Regions from separate parts of the Sus scrofa genome. Here region 1 is linked to region 2. The links are chromatin contacts, called in public Hi-C maps. All regions are on one chromosome and are shown on one strand. Each heading gives the region's core, a stretch centred on a gene start, on an enhancer-like site or on the middle of the called end of the contact. The rest is flanking DNA. Distances are from core to core; before and after follow the strand shown. Region 1 holds the start of PCGF5 (polycomb group RING finger protein 5). Region 2 holds the start of ANKRD1 (ankyrin repeat domain 1).

Region 1 (2,947 bases), core at 381-2,880, 210 kb before region 2:
TGTCCCTGGGAGCTCGCAGTTCCTTCTCCTGTCTCCAGTTTCTCTGCTTGTAAATCCGTCCTCAGCGCAGCATTCAAAGTTGCCATCCCAAAAGTGACCTTGCCACATGACGCTCAAGAGCCTCCAACGACTCTGGTAACCTCAAGCCCCAATTCCTTAGTCTCAGAGTCCTCCATAGCAGGGCCTGCACCTTTCAGCCTCCTCCCAGTGACCAACCCTAACCCCCAAAACCCTTGTGTCCAGACAGCACCTCAGCTGCCCCTCCCTGCCCTTTCAAACTTGGTTTTGATCTTGATCTGTTCTCTGCCAGAAAACCCACAGCCACTTCCACTTGTCAAACTCGCGTGGACTCAGCTCGTCCACCATCTCCTACTATCTCTGTGCAGCCTCCTCAACCCCTGTGCAGAATCCCCCTTGTGCTATCTGCTTGGCTTGAGGGTCAGTCGTGTCTCCACTCTCTGCCCCCAGTAGGCTGTGGATTCCTAGGAACAGGAACCTGGTTTTAACAGGGCTCTGGGGATGAGAGAGAGGTGAATGCTCAAAGAATAAAATTGTGTCTGCAGCTCTGCTGGGACTGCAAAAACTCAAGACAGTCTCTGTCAAGAGAGTCTCCTGATAGACCATCCACAAACCTTATCTTGCAGAAAGCAAACATTTCCATAAACTGAGAATGCCCTCCCAGTGTGTCTCCACCTCAACACCCCTAGCTCTGTGCCCTCTATTCTCATCATGGGCACTTAATAATCCTTGGAGGAATACTACTGAGATGTTCCTTAGGCTGAGGCTCAAGGTGATCAAAGAGAGTATGATAAATCATGAAGGAATAGACACAAATGGCCACAAATCCAGTTGTTTTTATAGACAATTCCCTGGCTGAGTCTTTTCTTGTCTGGCAGTCACTGTGGATTCATCACTTTCCAATCAAACACTGGAGAAATGACCCTTCCTAACTCTTGGGGTGGCTGGATTTCTTTCTCTCACTAGCTGTGCTGCTTCCAGCCCTCCTGGGAAAGCTGTCTTTGAACTTTGAATCCAAATGAAAGTGAAGTTTTCCTTCCCAGGTTCTTCAATAGTGATAATTTAACCCAGATTATTAATTACAAAGCTGTGGAAAAGAACTAGAATTACAACTAGGGGAAGGTGAGGCAACCCTGAGATTAGCAACTCCTGGATGCCTCCCCCACTAGGGCTGGGGGGACCATGAAGGGCTTGTCCAGGGGGAGCTGGAGCCATGAAGGACGTGCAGCTATGGCTGGAGATACCTCCCAAAGCCAGAAGGAATCCCCTGGCTCCTTCCTTCCTCTAGCCTCCAGGACCACCCAGGGGTAGACCACATGGACAAGATGCAGAGGGCAGGGGTCAGAACCCCACCAATACAGATCAGAACCTAGAAAGGTGAAGGGAGCTGAGAGCGCTCTGGACTTGAGTGCTTCACTTGGTTACCTCTGGGACTCTTCCTCTGGGGTCGGGTTCTGCCTGGGCAGCACAGATTTTTCTTTTCAAGCCCCAGAACTCCTTTCCTCTTTTTCTCTTTGCCTTTTGTTCCCATTTCTCCTTCTATCCTCTGTTCTACCATGACCCCCATATGTTTCCTTTTTCTCTCTTACCTCCAGCTGTCATTTTTCCCTTTGTGTTCCCATATACCTCCTCCTGACCTCTCCTCCCGCCCCCACACACACCCTCCAGTCTCTTCTCACCTTTGCATATCCTACTCCTTCCTGGTCAGGATGGCAGCTTTCTCCAGCAAGGAGGTGAGCAGATTCCTATGGAGGTGATGGAATTTCGAACTATTGTTGTTATTATTATTAATTATTATTGGAACTATCATGTTGTTGTCTCTCTAGATACCATCCTAGATATTGCACCTGTGTTACCTCATTTAATCTCCACCTCACACTTGGCTGGGTACCATCGAGTAGAACTCTGGTGGTTTCACAGTTGTCTATCTCAGGGAAGGCTTTGCTGGTTCAGCCCCCTTACCCTTCCTCATCTCCAAGTGTCTCCCTCCACCCTTTCTTTTCCTTATCCTACATCTTTTCCTCTTATTAGCACAGATTATTTTGCCTAGATCCCAACCCCCAACAGTCTAATACATCTCCATTCTAAATATTCAAGGATTGAGAACAGCTACTTGAAGGGGGTGGCATTCCAGCTGGCTTTTGAAGGCTGTATAGAATTTCAATAGACGGAGATGGAAGGACATTCTTGTTGGAACAGTGAATAGTATGGTCCAACTTGACAGAAATGCAAGCAATGGCCAGGAAATAAAACCAGATTTCAGGCATTTGTTCTTTTGATTTCAGTTCTCTAAGACCACTTCTGAGTGGAAATGGTTTGTTTCTGAACACAAACTGACCCTAAGTGTATCAAGTATAATTCATATAACTCAAACCTTAACTTTTAAAGCCAGAAAGAAATCTAGACATTGTCTGACCCAACATGTCCATTTTTCAGGGCAGTGAGGCCTAAAAGACAGGTAAGTGGAATATCATGGTAATTACACCTGGGCATTAGAGTTTGATTACATGTATCAAATCCCTGCTTAGACAAATGTTAGGTTATAAGATTTTGAACTTCTCTGTGTTTGTTTCCTCATTTATGAGTAGGAAAAATGATAGAATGTATCTCATTGGGCTCTTGTAAGAATCAAATGTTTTTACAAGTGAAACACATAGCACAGTGCCTGGTATACAATCTGTCTGCAATAAATATAGATGAGTATGTTTTCCCATCGTTATTCAGCTAGTAAATATCAGAGCCAGAACAGGTTCCCCCAAATCTTTTAAGCATGATTTCACATGACTACTTAGCTTGTAAATACTAGCACCAGAACTGGTCCCCCCAATCTTTTAAGCTGTAGTTGAGTGTCCTTTCCATTACTAGAAGTAATGGATGCTTATTGAATAGCATGCATGGGACTGTGGTGTGGAAGTGCTCAGTTATCCTT
Region 2 (3,049 bases), core at 435-2,934:
TGGTCTTGCTTGAACTTGAGGGCACTAACAGCTCTGGGATTTGATATTCAAGATGCTTAAACAACCCATGACACTTCCCTCAAAAATACCTCCATAGTTCCCCTCAGTTTGGGTCAGGCCTGAAACAAAAAGGTGTAAGAAATGGTAGGAAAAGCTTCAATGACGACTTCTTACTTAGATAAAGAGCCAATGAAAATGGCAATAGTTGTCTCTACCTCAAAGGAAACACCAGTAAATTTCCTTTAAGTAAAACTCCTTTAGGATAGAACATTAGGAGACCAGAACAGACACACAGGAGTTGTTGGGAGGGTCCTTCTTCACCAGCCCTTTGGTTTTTTTTTTTTTTTTTTGGGGGGGGGTGTCAATATCTCATTCTGAAAGTTCCAGAAAAATCATCCCTGGGCTGCTTAGTTCAAGGAGGAAGAGAATGGCAGCTGTGTTTGTTGAGTGGGTACATTTGTGGGAGTGACGGACACAGAAAGGCCAATGTAATATCCTAATTAACACACTTCTCCATTCCGACTCCCTTTCTCTCACTCTGCCCTCCTTTCTTTTACTGAAAAACAAAGGAGGGGTTGTTTAAATGGCTATGGAGATAATAATTCCAGTATCTCCTTGAACTGTAAGGAGACCTAAATATTTTTACATAATTTAACACCTCAGAGATGAGAAACCAGAAACGGATTTTCACCGCACCTCAAAGCAAAGCTCTCAGCTCCTATGCAACCTGTCTCAAACCCTGATGCATCAGAATTGCTGAGTGCTTTGAAAAAAATACAGATTCCTAGGAACTCACCATAAAGCGACTCAGAATGTCCCACAGTGGGGTCCAGGGATGTGTCTTTTTGACAAGCTCCGACAGGTGAGTCTTTTATCCACAGCACCTGAGAACGCTGGCTCTCTGATCGAATCAAGGTCGTACCATAACTACATAGGTTGTCTCACACAACCTATCTCAAGACATTTCAGAAACTTTTTGAGTACTACTTGCTCCAGTAAGTATGCTGTTTTAGAAGGCAGAAAGCATGTCATGTGCTAATTATGGCCAGTGACACCATAAAACAGAAGTGCGTTACTGAATGCTTTCAATTTCTTATAATGATGGTAGGTGGCATGTCATGGGGCCTTTTTAGCCCCAGACATCACTCCAGAGAATTCCAAACAGATATAGACAAGGGCCATTAGGACCCAGATCCTTTCCTCTTGGGCTGTTTGCCCACGGGAATAGGATGTCCTAAAGCAACACTTCCCCCAAGTGACGTGTTGATAAGTCTGGTTATCAGAAAGATATTATTGGGGGTGTGATACACGGGGCATTTACATTTTCCTGATAGGCTTGGTCATATGAAAGCTGACAAAGAAGGAAAAGGAGCAGCGGTGTGGTGCAATGTCAACAGACAGCTGTCCCCTGGCTTCCCGATAAATAGGATGACTTGCATTGCTGAGCGGTGCGGTCACTGACAAAGGAATGGCCCTCTCACATTTCTTCCTGATTCACATATTCAGTGGGGTTACTTGCCCTCCCCTCCCTCTCCTGCTTCCCAGACACTGAGTCTGGAATGAGAATTCACCTGCCTCTGAGTTGGCCACAGGAGGGGGCGGGCTGTTACTTGGGTTCCCAGGTTGGAAGATTATCTCACCCGGCCCTAGCTATATAAACTGACGGCAGTGGAGGGGCTCCCAAGGGCTGACTCCAGGGTTCATCCCCCAGAAGAAAACCATACAGACGAACTTCAGGTCAACATGATGGTTCTGAAAGTAGAAGAGCTGGTATGTAAGGCATTATTTTACACAGTGGAAAACAGTGCAGCCTTGATTTTTATTTGAAAATTGAAATGCCCTTTTCTTTCAGGCATAATGCATAGGTACTCTGAATGTGTCATATATGGAAAATGGTTGGTTTATGTGGTGAAATAAGTGAAACTGGAAAAGATGGAGTTGCCAGGAATGAATTCTCTACCTACTTCCTATTTATTATCTTCTTCGGTTTTCTTACTAAAGTGTGGAATCACATATAGTTATCCAAAATGCCTTAGGGGAGAAGTTCTATTGCAAGAATATATATCTGGAAGCTACTACGCAAGGCAAGGGATCATCAAAAGTACCTAAAATGAAAGAATTTTAAATAATCTCGGGGTGGGGGGAGGTTGTTATGATTTTGCTAGGAAAAAATGTGATTAAGTGGATTAAAAGTAGATTTAAATACATCAACCTAACCTAAACCTTGATTTAGCCAAGACAGGAGGACAAGCATTTGAAGATAATCCCAGAACACTGAAGCAAGGCATCGCGGCCTGCCATCTGAGAGTGTGGGGCATGGAGGCCACTGTCAGCAGAGAGGGAGGCCCAGGGGCTCTCGCCGCATCCTCTGTGGAGAACGACCCCAGGACAGGCCCTGCTACTTCTGACCCTGCTGTCTCCTTCCCTTGCAGGTTACAGGGAAGAAGAACGGCGGTGGGGATGCTGGGGAGTTCCTTCCTGAGGATTTCAGAGATGGAGAGTATGAAGCTGCTGTCACTTTAGAGAAGCAAGAGGACCTGAAAACCCTTCCGGCCCACTTTGTGAGCCTGGGAGAACAACAGTGGAAAATTGAGAAAGAGCGCGAGGCCGAGGTAAGGACCGTCCATGAAATTCACCAGAGGGAGCTTGGAGGTGGAGGTGCCAGGCAGGAAGGAGAGGAGAGAGACAAAGTGAATGCAACCATTCCAATGACATTTCTTTACCAAATTCGAACCGATAAAGAGGCAACTTCAATGGGAGAAGCTGTAGGAAATAATTCTTTGGCAAGACTATGACCTCTGGATTCAGAATCAATCACTGAATGTCCTATAACCATGTTCTGACTGACAGACTCAGAAAGAGAAACGTGTCCAGTGAATTCCTGATGTCATATACTGCCAAGTTAATCCCAAGCAAGGGAGCCTCCTTTTTCTCACTGATGTGGTTTGTGGTCATTGTGATCACTCTTTGACTGTGGCCTCTTTCTGTGCTGACAAATGTATTGCTGGGTGAACTTTCATTACTTACTAACCACAGATGAAACATGCAT

The links. Hi-C and Micro-C count contacts between places; a contact is called where the count stands out from the background.
Region 1: a Hi-C map of fetal skeletal muscle shows a contact between it and region 2, with 2.0 times the contacts expected there. The contact joins the promoter of PCGF5 here to the promoter of ANKRD1 in region 2. A contact is called at or near these places in 6 of 47 Hi-C or Micro-C datasets (embryonic fibroblasts, fetal heart ventricle, fetal skeletal muscle and 3 more) and 1 of 2 datasets of contacts at active chromatin or transcription factors (skeletal muscle).

The regions. Positions count from the first base shown.
Region 1 is chr14:102,825,823-102,828,769 of Sscrofa11.1, reverse strand. It overlaps PCGF5 (polycomb group RING finger protein 5), which reads right to left and starts at 1,630. Exons shown (of 10, transcript XM_021073244.1): 1 at 1-1,630.
Region 2 is chr14:102,611,473-102,614,521 of Sscrofa11.1, reverse strand. ANKRD1 (ankyrin repeat domain 1) reads left to right here and starts at 1,684. Exons shown (of 9, transcript NM_213922.1): 1 at 1,684-1,770; 2 at 2,433-2,612. The coding sequence starts at 1,744.